Regions from separate parts of the Canis lupus genome. Here region 2 is linked to region 1. A link is a contact called in public Hi-C data. All regions are on one chromosome and are shown on one strand. The core of a region is the stretch at or near the end of the contact, and the rest is flanking DNA. Distances in the headings are between cores, read along the strand shown.

Region 1 (7,106 bases), core at 3,167-5,666:
TTGTTTCTCACTTGCTAAATATCTAGCCCTGCTGTTGAGCCCTGGGGGTGCTGCTCTAACTCATCCAGGAAGCTGGGGAGCGCTGCGTGCTCCTCTATGGTAGAGACTGGGGGTGGGGGAGAGTGCCGTCAAGCCTCTTGAAGCCTGTCCCTGGACGTGACAGAGCACCCTTCTACATGTCGTAGGCTTGCATATTATAATGGACAACAAAAAGGACCAAGGTAACAACCTGATGTCATATAAACATACGGATTAATTTCATGAGAGATTCACTATGAATGGCAAAAGTCTTCATATAATGGTATCATGACGGAACCAAAAGGGTAACTATTTCAGTAATAGATCGATGGTATAAGATGCATTTCATTCCCCTGACTTCGTAAAACGGGGAATACATGGCACCATGGAATGGCTAGCCCTTTCCTCTTCCCCCCGGTGCCAGGGGCTGCCGGGTGCCCCCCCCGCACCGGGAGGGGAGCATCTCGAGGAGGGAGTCTGTCGGTGATCTAAAGTGGGAGAGGAAGTTGTATGAAGCGTATTGGGGGTGGTGGTGCAATCGAGGGTTACATGCTTCTCAGGTTGGACTGTAGTGAGGAAACCAGGGAATACAGTCTGCGAATAGAGTAAAAGGGGTGTGTTGGAGGAGAATGTCCAAAAGCTGCATGGCAATAGAGAGAGTAAGAGTGAGGGCAATAAGTAGTCTTTGTTAAAAGGTTGGAGAGTAGGGGCCCCCCAGGGAGTAAATATTAACGAAGCACCAAGAAGGCCAAAAGGCAGTGCACCAAATGTAATTCCAAGGCCAGGACTGCTGCTAGATTCTACAAGATTCTCCCAGCACCAAGGGTCACGAGTGCTGAGGTTAGGGAGCCATGGCCTATGTGGCCAAGGAGAAAATGCTTACAAACAAATTCCTTATTCCTTTTCCAGTAGCAGAGAACCGATGGTATGTTTATATTAAAACGAGTAAAAAAAAAAAAAAGTTTTACATGTAACCCCTCTTTCTTTCTTTCTTTCTTTCTTTCTTTCTTTGTAGCATAGGAAAGCTCCCAAGCGTGGCCCTGGACGGACAGGGGCATTAAAGGAAGGTGTTGACCCTTGAGATGACCTGGCAAAAGCAGAGCCAGGACCCAGCTCATGCCTGGAAGGTGTGGGAGCGAAGGAACGTCATAGAAGGAACGTTGATTCAGGAGGAGGTTGGGCTTTGTCCTGCTTTGCCACTTCTCTGGCCCGTGGCCCAGGGTAGCAGTTGCCACAAAGACGTCGGGGTGGGCTGCTTGCCCCGGAACCACAGGCCCTGAAGGCTTCCTGCTGAAGCGGCCTGTGGTGGCCGCAGGGTGGCCCTGACGTGGCCGGGGGATGTGCCTTCTTCAGCCTTCTTCCAGCGTGGCTCCAAGCCACTGGCCACTACAAGGCGTGACAGTCACCTCTGCAGTCCCCAGGGTGGCGAGCAGGTTGGGGGGGGTGGTCTCTGTGTGGCCAAGGACGACATCCCCGTGTTGTTCTGCTCTCCACGGTCGGAGCAAACGGTTCCTCCCGCCGGTCCTCCCGGGAGGCTGCAGGTCTCCACCGACGTCCGTCTTCAGGGACCGGAGCTTTCCACGGCTCCACCGGGACCTTCAGCCGCTGTGTTGCCCCTGCCTCGTCCTCTGCGTCCGGCTCGAGCTTGGACATTCTCCGACTGCAGCAGCTCGGGCCTGAGCTCCCGAGCCGGTTGTCGGTTGGTTTTCTGAGGATGGGGACACCGGACGGAGGGGTTCCCGGGGGGGGGGGGATACGGTGTAGCTGGGGAGGCGAGGGGGGAGCCCGGGGTAGCGAGGCTGTTTGCAGGCTACCAAACCAATGACTTGTTTTAAGGACCTGTTCCCCAATCTGTAGCAGAGTGGCCCAGGCCAGGAGCTCGAGGCGTGACTCGGGGGGCCCGGGCCTGAGCCTGGCCAGCGCTTCTCAGCCTGGCCCGGTGCCCTCTCAGTCCCCGCAGGCTCTCTGGGCCGCACGGCCTGTGCTGGAGGCAGGTGGCAGCGTGGCTCCGGGGCAGCGGTGGGCCCGTGCGTGCCCCGGGGGCTCCCTTGCTGCCAGGCCCGCCGTCCCCGGGGAGCACCCATCCAAGCATCTCTCGGCTCGTCCAGCCAGCAGGCCGACGGGGTCCGGCAGGGGGGTGTCCTGCCGAAAGACGGCAGCCCGGCCGTCACATCCTCCCAGCGCCTCCGGGTCCAAGATGCTGAGCCACGGCCGACCTGGCCTCGAGGTTGCAGGACCTGCGGCCCGGTCCTGGGGCACGCGGGTTCCCCCTGAGGCTGGGATCAGCTTGTCCTCCCAGATCCCACCCGAGACGGGCGAACGAAGGCCAGAAGGGTGGTGGCTCGGGACTTGCTGTGTCCCAGGGATGCGGGACCCCGCGTCTGCACCGCCCGACGCCTCCACCCCGTTCCAGCTTGGGGATCCTCGGCGGTGCCTGCACTCCCCGATAATCTGTCTTTCTTTAGGCTTCCACCAATGGTGACCATTTTCTTCCTGATTTTGAGAAGAGGAAAAAAAAATTTCTCCGTGCAGGCCGAGGACTCGGTTCAACTTGCAAGTCTCAGAGCATCGTGGCGTGTCCTCTGCTGCTTCGGGATCAGCCCGTTCATCGCCGCCTAGGAGCCATTGAGCTGCTCTGCAAGCACAGAGGGCCTCAAGCAGCCACCTGGCCAAGGGCTGTTGAGCAGACCGGGGTGCACACCTCCTTGTTGGGGGCACGGGGGACGGCGGCCCGTCCCCAGCCTCCGGGTGGACCCAAGGAGAGCTTGTTGCAGGTGCCTTTGGCCAGGACTCCCCGCCTCCCACAGGTGTCACCTGTAGTCTCAGAGGATGGGCACAAGGGGGCACCATCCCACCAGTGTTCTTTCTGGTTCTTTCTGGATCTGGGAACCACTGCCCTGTACTCGCTAGTTTCCACTGAGTGTCAACTTTCTGCTCTCCCCACGCTTCCCTGGCTTTTCCTATCTCCTTTCCCGTGTTTTTCTTTGGTTCTTGGGAATCTGAGGTACAGAGTTGATGGCCTCAATGATGGTGGTGACCATCATGCTAGTAGAAAACCTACAGAAACACTGATAGTGACCTGATATTGGAGGCTTATTATGTGCTAAGGGCTTTCAAGATATTATTTATTTGTTTAGTTGTTTATTTTTATTTTTTTATAAAGATTTTATTTATCCATGAGAGATGCAGAGAGAGAGGCAGAGACACAGGCAGAGGGAGAAGCGGGCTCCATGCAAGGAGCCCCATGTCAGACTCGATCCCTGGGACCCGAGGGTCACACCCTGAGCTGAAGGCAGATGCTCAACCACTGAGCCACCTGGGCAACCCTCCAGATAGTATTTAAAAGTCTCACTGCAACTTTGCAAGGTTGTCTTCATTTTATGAACAAAGAAGCTAAGGTTCAGAGAGCTCCAGCAAACTTCCCAAGGACATACCTGCAACAAGGAGGTAAAGAGGAGCAGGGTGAAAGCAAGTTGATGCAATGTCAGGGCATTACTGGTCTTTGGAGCATTTACAGAACTTGCACATGGGGTATAGTGGGGGGGAAAACCAAACAGGAGCTCAGCCTTTGTGAAGTTCATGATCTAAAAGAGGATATGGAGTAAAAATAAAGGGGGAAAGAAGTAAAAGCAAAAATAAAGGAAAAAGAGCAAGTTATATCTGTGATGAGAATGAAAAAAAGGACACATATATATGACATTTGTAAGACTGTATATTTAAAAAGGGTGTGAGATTATTGGGAACACTTTCCAGGTGTAGAGTCAAGAAGACATCCTGAAGTTGATTCTTAGCTTGGAGTAGTTCTGAAGACAGGAGTGATAAGGTCAGAATAAAGAGCAGTTATTCTTGGGTTCAGCTCTCAAACTTGTGAATCCTTATTGTTAACTGTGGGTTTTGTTCTTTGTTGTTTTTTTGTTTGTTCATGACACTCGAATTTGCTCCATGTCCTTGGAGGTGAAGTCTCAGCTACAGCTCTATGTATAGGTGACAGAGACCTAGGTAAAATGTTTTGAGGGTTTATACACCCAAATATTCCAGGTTATCTATCCCATAGAACCATAAGAACAGCAAGAGCCAGGAATCTTCTCATACTAAAATAAATGGAGGTTTATTTGCTGGGGAGCTGAGCATCCCACCTGGGACCTTGGATATGTCACTGCATTTAATCTTAACACAACCCCGTAAGATGTGCATTAATCAGTATTCCCTCAGGACGTCGAGCTTAGGTAGGTTGTGCAAATTCACCAGAGAGTAATACTTTTTTTTTTTTTTTTAGAAAAAGATTTCTTTTATGTATTCCTGAGAGACCCAGAGAGAGAGGCAGAGACACAGGCAGAGGGAGAAGCAGGCTCCCTGCCTGGGAGCCCGATGCAGGACTGGATCCCAGGACCCCGGGGTCATGACCTGAGCCCAAGGCAGACGCCCAACTGCTGAGCCACCCAGGCGCCCCAGCCATGGTAATTCTCACTTAAATTCGATTTATAAATTTCAAAGAATTTTCGGGTTATGCCTCCACCAGAGAGTGTAGTAACCTGGGTTAGGTCTCAGAGCAGCTAAGCGGCAGACACTGGACTCAAACCCAGAGTCCATTGCCCATTAGCCCATTGCCTTTCTCCTGCAATGGCAGCACCGCTTTATAGCAAATAATGTATTACACCACCAGTCTACCACTGGCGTTCAGAATACATCATCTCCAAGAACTTCTGTTAAAAATCAAGCATGTTATTTAGGAAGAACCGTATGAACATCAAATAACACATAAAGGCATCTGTTTTTATACCTACTTACAACTTGCTGTAAAAAGAAGAAGAATCTAAAATGCTTTTTTTTCAAATATTTTACATGAACGATTTTAGAGATACACGCAGTGATCTACATGACTATTGAGAATCAACACCTGTGTTTTTTTGCGTGTCAAAGAGAGATCTGTACTTTATCAACACAAACAGAACACAGTGGATGCATAGAGGTAAGAAATCTGTTCAAATGCAGCCTAATATCTTAGGCTGTCAGTGTTTATACAGTCCCAATCTTTCCAGTACCCTCTAAGCTGCAAACTTCTGTGAACCCAAGTGGGGGAAGAGTGGCCCCAAAGAAAGGGCCCTAGGATGGTCGTCAGTGGGTGTGGAGTAACAGGGCAAGTGTATGACGGAGTCACTGCACCGCTCTGGACCCCGGGGTCCCCATGTGTAACAGGAGGACCCCAGAAGACCTCTAAGATCCCCATTATGCTGAGGAACATTTCTTAATCTGAATTTAACATTTGGTTATTTGTTTTATTCAGCAGAAGATCCAGAATTTTTTAAGACCAGTCCAGACTGAGACACAGGTGACACATTTTCCATTGCTTTTTATTATGTTTGATGTCTTATGGAAATTTGTGATGTTTTAGGGAATTTTTTTCCATAGGTTCCCAGGAACCTAAGACCTGGGCACATCACATAAAACCAATTTCTGGCGGGGGCAAAAACAAAACAATCAAAACCCACAATAGGAAAAAAAAAAAAAAAAAGAGGAAGTTAACACTGTCTGGGGCCATCATAGCAGAACCAAGAGAATATATTCTTTTAAAAAAAATTTGGGGGGATCTCTGGGTGGCCCAGCACTTTGGCGCCTGCCTTTGGCCCAGGGCATGATCCTGGAGTCCTAGGATCGAGTCCCGAATCAGGCTCCTTGCATGGAGCCTGCTTCTCCCTCTGCCTGTGTCTCTGCCTCTGTGTGTGTGTGTGTGTGTGTGTGTGTGTGTGTGTGTGTCTCATGAATAAATAAAATCTTTAAATTTTTTTAAAATATATTCTTTAATTGAGACATTCTAGGCACTTCCTAAAAAGATGGGACGCTTCACGAATTTGCATGTCATCCTTGCACAGGGGAGACGCTCATCCTGTATTGCTCCAGTTGTAGTACGTGTGCTGCAGAGGCAGGTACCCATGGACCTTATTACTTTTTTTTAAGATTTTATTTACTTATTAATGAGAGAGAGAGAGAGACAGAGACAGAGAGGCAGAGACACAGGCAGAGGGAGAAGCAGTCTCCCTGCAGGGAGCCCGACATGGGACCCGATCCCAGGTCTCGAGGATCACACCCTGGGCTGAAGGCAGGCGCTAAACCACTGAGCCACCCAGGGATCCCAGGCACCCCACCCATGGCCCTTAAATGGGGATTCACAGATGGGGACAGAACATAGGGACAGAGGGAGCCCAGGCTTTGTTTCCAGAGCACCCACCTCCTATGCGCTCTCCCTAAGGCGGGCAGGATGGGATGCACAGTGTCAGGGACTCCGCCGCTGTTGGTGGACAAAGTCATCAGATGCTGTGCAAACAGGGAAAGGCTGGTGGACAGACAGAGCCACTGGTCCGGGGATAGGTCGTCAGACTCCGGCCCGAGGGCAGCCGCACAGGTCCCCGATGAGAGGTGGCGCTCTTCTCCAGGAGATCACCACGGCCACCTGTGGGCTGGGCCCAGGCCTGCCCCTCCTGCCCCTCCTGCTACTCGGCTACTTGCCTCTGATGGGCGGCAGATGTTCCGCATTAATGAGGGCGGGATGCATCCCTCGGATGGCAAACTCCATTCAGCAGGAAGAGAAGAAGAAAGGGTGAAAAGGAGAAGGAAGAAGGCAGAGGGTTGGGGGGAGGGAGAGAAATCCCTAGAACCTTCTGGTGTTTCGAGAAATGGTTGTACTCTCCTGGGGGTCGCCCTTAAAGCTAATTTGAACCGTTGGCTTCGGAAGGAGTGTGAGCAAGAGGTGCGCTGAGCTTTTGATTCTGCAGGTAGAAGCAGTTGGGTTTTTCGGACCCGTAGGCTGCCGCTTTGGGCTTCCGTGCATCAGCTTCCTACGGGGCTCTAGAGGAGAAGGCCAAATTCGTGGAGACTTTCAAAGGTACGAATGGTTTCTTAGTTTAAAAAAAAAAAAAAATCTGGGAGTACTGTAAACAGAAATTAAAAACTTAGGATTTAATAAGCTGTGGTTCAACATCAACACAGAACTCCCAGAAAACAAGGCACAAGGATTTGGTCCCCTGGTTTGAACGGATGATTTTACAGGATGCGTCTTTTTATACCTTTCAAGTAATGAATCTCTTTGTGGT
Region 2 (7,106 bases), core at 3,115-5,614, 570 kb after region 1:
TGCAGGATGCCCCCTCTGTCCACACCAATTAAATGATCCCAAGTAGGCTATTCATCTTCCTGTGTCCTATTTTATCCATTTCTAAAATAGGGGCAGTAATACCAACCTCTCTGAGTTGTCAGAGAATCATATTAATGTACATTTTGGAAAGTACAGTTTGTTTGAAGACATGGCTTTCAGGAAAGCATTATGGAAAAGCAGAAATGTATGCATTACATTCTGTACACAAATAAAATAATTTATCAGGGAAATAGCTGAAATCAAAATCATTTGATGATCAAAAATCATTATAATGATCAAAAATCATTATAAGAAGGAATTTTTTTTCTTTAGTCATTCTTTCCATTACAAATGATTTAAGTGGAAACTTAAGAACAAAGGTTCAGGACTTTCCTTAAAGTCTTTTAGCAGAGCTCAAACAGCCACAGGTTGGGACTCTGGGCCACATGCCAGTATTTATTAAAGAGCGTTCTAAGCAAGACAGCATAATAATCAGAAACTGGAAATTTCTCTCCTTTCCCACATACAAGGGCTCTTCCCTCAATCTGTATATTGCAGATACTCATGCAATATATTTAGTACCAGGCAATAGCCATTTTAGCCTGTATTTCCTTGTATACTGTTTTTAAGATAGGAAAAATGTGATCATGCTTTTCTTTTACCTTCAGAAAAATCTAACATTATTGAGACACTATGAAATAGGAAAAAGTTATTTCCATGTACAAAATAAAAGTCACGGGAGGTCTTTGAGTTTATGTTTAGGAAATTTCTATTTAGGATATGGAAGAGTGTCTACTGTGGAGATGATACTTGACAAGATAAATACCCCATCACAAATTCCGCATTTCACTGAAAATTGAAACACTACACTGTATCAGACATATAGGCATAGCAGTTCTATAGCCCACCTCTGCCAGAAATACCAAGAAATTTGCCTGAAAATGTCCTGTATCTTCTGACATCAGGGTTGAACAACTCAAAAATTTGTGGAATGAGATGTTTATGAAACAGAGAATGATTAAAGGAAACGAAGTCCATCTGGAATCCTGAATTAAAAAAAAAATCTGTGAGGATGTCTTCCTTACGACAAAAGTAACATTATTTTCATTGTTGAAGATGTAAAACATACATGTAAAATTAAGGAAAGACATCAAGCCATCACTTAAATATACGGGTATATATCCTTTCAGCATTTTCTTACAAATCCCTATGAACGTATAACAAACATGGACTCACACTAGACATAACATCGTGTAAGCTACAGAACGTATGTACGCATGCGTCTAAGGACTGTGGTAAAGAGCAGTTTCCCAACAGGCTGCTTGGGGTGGGGTCTCAGCTCTGTCATTGACTAATGGGATGACACTGGGCAGGTTTCTTCATCATTCTGTTGATGGGAAGTCACAGAATCTAGAGCTAGAAGCATCAGAATGCCATCAGCCAAGGTCAAAAGTCTGTAAGAGGTTTGTCATGGGGAGATCAGCAGTCCAATCTGTTGGACGCTTGAGAAGAAATATCAACATTATTATCCTCATTTTATAGATGAAGAAACAGAAAACCTTGACACAGCAAGATAAAGAACTTAGCCCGAATCTTCACAGATGGTGGGCTGTACGTAGAGTTGCGTGACTCCGGAGCATGCTTGGGGCAGGGCTGCTACTAGCGCATATGGTGCCCTTGTGAAATCAGAAAACACTCCATCTCGTGAGTAAAATGCAGTCACGAAACCCAAATGATGTTTTCCCAGGGGAGCTCTGCCTGTGTGCACACAATTGCCCAGGCTGTTGCTTGATCCCACACCCACACTTGAGGCAAGTTCTGAATAGTTTGTGCTGCTTCCCCCACTATTATCAAGGTCAAAGTTGGGCAACGGAAAGCAAGTCTTTGATACGTACCAGGTAAGTGAGGGACCAATCACAGGTGTCACTGGGAATGCCGCCGTCAAGACAGGTGTGACTTGTGCAGGTGCGTGCCAGTACGGAGGTGAATGGTCCCCTGAGTGTGTATGGTCATTATGAACCCGATGTGGGCTTTTGTAGGAGTTAGCTCTGCACTGCTCCAGAACTCTTAGGCCTGTCTGTGATTTCAGAGAAGTTACATTTATCTGCAATGTAAAAATCAACATACTCTTGTTTACCGGGCTCTTGTACGGTGTGCCATCTGAACACCCCTGTGCTGCAACCTTATTCCTAACGACGCTTGTATTCATTCGACAAGCGTTAGGGGTCCACCCACATGCAAAGCACCACACGAGGCACTACAATAGATTCAGAGACACCCATCCTTTTTTAATCAAGGGATGTAATTTCTAGTAAAGAAACTGCACATAAATAGCATAGAATACAGAGTCCTAAGCTCTACAAGAGAAGCACTGAGAAACTGCTATGTGAATTCACAAGACGAAGTATTTATTTGTTTGGTTAATTAAAAAAAAAAAAAAGTCATGAAGGCACTTGAGGAGAGGCCTGAAGGCGGTATCTGGATGCGCAGAAATGGAAACGAAGGTAGTTCGGAAGGACCAGGGGAGGTGAAGGCGTATCACCGCGTGTGGGAAGGGTGGGCACTCGGCCCCCGAGGGCGATGAAGCTCTTGGGAAGGCCCCTGTAGCCGCTGGGCCAACTGCGGAACACGCGAGCAAGTGTCTCCGACACAGGTGTGCAACTACTGAAAACACATACGCATGCTTTCAACTGAAGTATCAGAAATCGCTCAAGCATCGGCCTGAATCCGCAACGGGGGCTGTGACTGCGTCATTTCCTAAAGTCGACGAACACCGAGGACGCTCCCAAGAGCTAGTTCAAGAGATTTTCCAGCGTCAGAAAACAAGGTCTGCATTCAAGAAGAAGGCGGGTGGGTTCCGGGTTTGGACGGGCCTGTGACCGGGTCCGCTTCATCTCCCGCGGCGACCAGAAAGCCAGCCTCGCTCCTTACAACAGCGAGAGGGACCCGCGGCACATCCGGGGGTCGGGGCGACGCCGAGCGGGATCAGACCAGCCGCCTGAGCGGAGGCCGCCCTGAACACCAAGGTCACTAACGGGGACGTCGTTGGGGGGTGGGGGGGATGGGGATGGTGGGGGTGGGGGTGGGGATAGTGGGGATGATGGGGGTGGGGATGGTGGGGATGATGGGGATGATGGGGATGATGGGGGTGGGAGTGATGATGGTGGGGGAGTCAGGGTGATGGGGGTGGGGATGGAGGGGATGTGGGGGGTGGGGATGGAGGGGGAGTGGGGGTGATGGTGCGGATGATGGGGGTGGGGTGGGGATGATGGTGAGGGGGTGGGTGGGGAGTGGGGGTGGGGATGATGGGAGAGTAGGGAGGATGGGGTGGGGGGATGGGGTGGGGATGATGGTGGGGGGCTGGGTAAGGGGATGATGGGGTGATGGGGGTGGGGATGATGGTGGAGGGGTGGGTAGGGGGATATTGGGGTGATGGGGATGATGGGGTGGGGAGGGGGATGATGGGGGTGGGGATGATGGGGGTGGGGTGGGGATGATGGTGGGGGGTGGGTAGGGGAATGATGGGGTGGGGAGTGGGGGTGGGGATGATGGTGGGGGGGTATGGGGGGACAGTGGCGGTAGGGATGGTGGGGGTGGCTCCTCAAGGGTTTCCAGGGGCCGGAGAGTCGAGGGGGCCATAGTTGGGTCATGCTGTGGCCGAGGCCCGAAGCGCGAGCCAGGAGTCTCTGGGGCGTCACAGGCCCTGACGCCTCCGCATTTCCCCGGGCGGGCGGAATGGGAGACAAGCCCCCCCCGCCCCGCCCCGCCCCGCGGGTGCCGCCCGCCACCGAGAGCAAACGCACCGGAAGTTCGGCTCGGGGCACCCTGAGCTCAGGCACGAAGCTGTCGTGGCCGAAAAGGGGCACAGGAAACAGCAAACGTAATCTACGCTGGAAAGAAAGCTCTAGAAGTTGTGCTCAGTCCCTTAAGACGAAAGAATTTTTAACTTTTTTCTTTTTTTCTTTTTTTTTTTTTTTACAACACAATAGAGTCCGGGGACGCTAACTTGCGGTTTCCGGAGCGGACCTCCTGCACACCCGCCAGGCTCCACTCGGCCGCACCTTCGGGCGCGCTCGTGACGTCACCGCGACCCCCCGCGCTCCGGCGTCGCGAAGGACGCGGTGCGTCTTCACCAAAGAGACGTAAGGGGGCGGGGCGAGTCCCGCGGCGTCCTCGCGCGCCCCCGCGTGGCCGCTGGCTCTGACGCGGCCCACGGCGTCGCCCCCAGGGCCCGCCCCCAGGGCCCGCCCCCAGGGCCCGCGCATGCGCCCAACCCCTTCCCCCCCCCCCCCCCCCCCAGTCCTTCGCAGCGGCGGGCGACGGGCGACGCCTCCAGGTCACACCGCGAGGTGCAGGCGGCGGACGCGCTCGGCGCGGCGGGGCGATGGCGGAGGAGTCGAAGCGCGCTGGCTCGGAGTCGGGGCCGGCTTGTCAGGCCGCGGCCGCCGCAGACGCCGCGGAGTCCTCCCTGCCGGCCGCCGAGGTGGCCCCGAGGTCGTCGCGGGCGGAGGAGCAGGGCGGCAAGTGCGTGTTCTGCCGCATCGCCGGCCGGCGGGAGCCCAGCACCGAGCTGCTGCCCTGCGAGGTGGGCGGCGGGCGGCGGGCGGCGGGGGGCGGGGGGGCCTGCTGCTGCTGCTGACCCACGGCGACCCGGAGCGGGACTGTCCCCGGCCCGACGTTCCCCCGCTCGGAGCGGGACTGTCCCCGGCCTGACGTACTCCCACCCCCCGCCCCGCAGCGGGACTGTCCCCCCCCCCGACGTCCTCCCCCTCCCCCCCCGGCGGGACTGAACCCCCCCATGTCCTCCCCGTCCCCTGGGAGCGGGACTGGGCCCCCCCACATCCTTCCCCAGAGCGGGACTGTCCCCCCCCACGTCCTCTCCCCCCATGAGCGGGACTGTCCCCCCCCGACGGCCCCCCCCGACGTCCTCTCCCCCCCCATGAGCGGGACTGCCCCCCCCATATCCTCCCCCCAGAGCGGGACTGTCCCCCCCGACGTCCTCCCCGCCATGTCCTCTCCCCCCATGAGCGGGACTGTCCCTCCCCCCGACGTCCTACCCCCCCCATGAGCGGGACTGCCCCCCCATATCCTCCCCCCATGAGCGGGACTGTCCCCCCCCATGTCCTCTCCCCCCATGAGCGGGACTGCCCCCCCACATCCTCCCCCCAGAGCGGGACTGTCCCCAGGCCCCGACGTCCCCGCCCCCCAGCGGTGAGGGTCTCTGCAGGATCCTTGCTGTGCAGGGTTGGGGCGCGGGTTGGGCGTGGGGTGGGGACACCATGTAGCCATAAAGCCAAACTCTTGGGCCTCTGTGTGCAGGTAGGAGGTATTTGGCAGAAAATAGCATTTGTGGCCTGTTTTCTAGAGGGCTTGGTCCCCGCCGCCCAGACCGGCCTCACATCCTGCACAGGCCCCTGCCCCAGGGGAGAGAGCTGCTGGAGAGGAGCTCGTCCTTGTAGAGGCTCCTTGGTTAGGCTCAGTGAAGCTGGGCGGGGGGCACTGGGGCAGAGGTCGCACTGCTCCCCACGGAAGGGCGCAGGTCCTACAGGTGGTGTCAGTTGGCACCGGCGCACTTTTTCAGAGCACTAAGTACTGAAAACAGATAATCTGATACACATTTTCTTCTATCACTTCTACGTGCCTTTAAAGAAATTGCTTTGGGAGAGGATCAGCTCCAAAGATTTTGGGCTTTTTTGTTTTGTTTAGTTTAGTTTTGTGTTTTTTTTGGTGATTCTTAATTCCTTTGTTGGAACAGATGCACTCGAATCTGTCGTAAGCACCTAGTGTTGGAGATTCACGGCTGAGTAGGAGGAAGGATAGTCGCTGTTCAGATGTCATAGGCTAAAGGGTGGCCTGAACGCGGAGCAGGTGGCTGCAAGTCGCCGGAGCTTGGTGAGGTGGTCCTGAAGCAGCGGAGCTTGTCTCCCTGAGTGGAAGCAGGAACCTCCCGGACCCAGGACAGTGAGCCAAGCCGTAGAAGTCTACTAAGCAGAGATGCAGAGGAAGCTCTCAGGGGTGACCTCCCCACAGGGCTGCCCCTGGCGCCATGTAGGTCTGCCCTTTATAGGGAACTGACCAGGGAACTTGGCAAATTCCGTGTCACTATCAGGGTGCATATTTAGAAGACAGGTGGGGGACTCCTAAGGTCATAATAGCCAAGGAGGTGTTCTTGTAAGTATCATGAGCCCAAACAAGGTGTTTACTTCTCAGGGTAACATCTCCTCCCTAACCTTTCTCTACATCTGGGATTTCTGTAGCCTAGTCAGGTAGCCCGTGGCTTTGAGACTCTTGTGCCTCTTGGTGTGAGCAGGGACGATTGATAACCCCTTAATGACATATTTCTGTGATTAGTGGCCATTAAAAGGGGGGATACTCCCTCACATTTGGAGCTAGGAGACCAGACTTACTTTTCTATTTTTACAGTCTTCTCTCTGTTTCTTTGGAGTGGGTAGGAGCCTGAGCCTGGGGCCTTTCCCTGATCCTTCCCTGCCTAGTCCTGTCTGCCCCTAACCTGTTCCTACATCACTTCTACCACACGCTGTGTTTTGTTTAGCTGTGTGATCCCTTACCTCTCCAGCAGCAGCCACCTAGTTTTAGACAAGGTGAACCCATGGGTCAACCCATGGTTGGGGTCTGGCCCCGTAGGTGTTCCGTAAGCGCAGTGGAACAAAGGTAAGGATTTATGGCTAGAGAGAGGCCTAAAGTGACAGACCTTGAAATCTGTGCTGAATATCGGGGGAAGGAGTGAAGACTGGACACAGTTGACAGGGAGGAAGAATACATGCCTTGGTGGTCTGGAAAGTACAGTGGCCTCTGCTGAACTGATCCGTGGAGTTGGGACAGACCGCTGAGCTCTGCTTCTTTTTTTTTTTTTTTTTTTTTTAGCTCTGCTTCTTCATCCACTCCTTATCTCACCACATAGAAGATTAGGGTAGCCAGTAGTAAAATTTTTTTTTTTTTTTTTTTTACTTCACAGAATTCAATATTCCTTAGATTCCTACAAACTGCATTTAAATGTTGCACAGTCTAGTACCCGTGTTGAGGAACACGAGTAAGTAATATATACTTGTAGTATAAAAAGTTTTGTCTAAAATTAGTCACCGAGA

What was found. Hi-C and Micro-C count contacts between places; a contact is called where the count stands out from the background.
Region 2: a contact with region 1 is called in a Hi-C map of blood, with 6 times the contacts expected there. The contact joins the promoter of HINT3 here to the promoter of LOC111096211 in region 1. A contact is called at or near these places in 2 of 9 Hi-C or Micro-C datasets (amygdala and blood).

What each region holds. Positions count from the first base shown.
Region 1 is chr1:64,828,994-64,836,099 of UU_Cfam_GSD_1.0, forward strand. LOC111096211 reads left to right here and starts at 4,417. Exons shown (of 6, transcript XR_005353878.1): 1 at 4,417-4,475; 2 at 4,875-4,987; 3 at 5,303-5,347; 4 at 5,826-5,942; 5 at 6,789-6,898. LOC111098237 reads left to right here. Exons shown (of 4, transcript XM_038525608.1): 2 at 1,034-1,193; 3 at 2,484-2,792; 4 at 4,295-4,354. The coding sequence starts at 1,101. The coding sequence ends at 4,321. It overlaps LOC119869890 (a small nuclear RNA gene), which reads right to left and starts at 5,946; the gene lies at 5,844-5,946.
Region 2 is chr1:65,398,977-65,406,082 of UU_Cfam_GSD_1.0, forward strand. HINT3 (histidine triad nucleotide-binding protein 3) reads left to right here and starts at 4,365. Exons shown (of 5, transcript XM_038526727.1): 1 at 4,365-4,585. The coding sequence starts at 4,385. LOC119870675 (a long non-coding RNA gene) reads right to left here and starts at 4,123. Exons shown (of 2, transcript XR_005353115.1): 1 at 3,804-4,123; 2 at 2,268-2,829.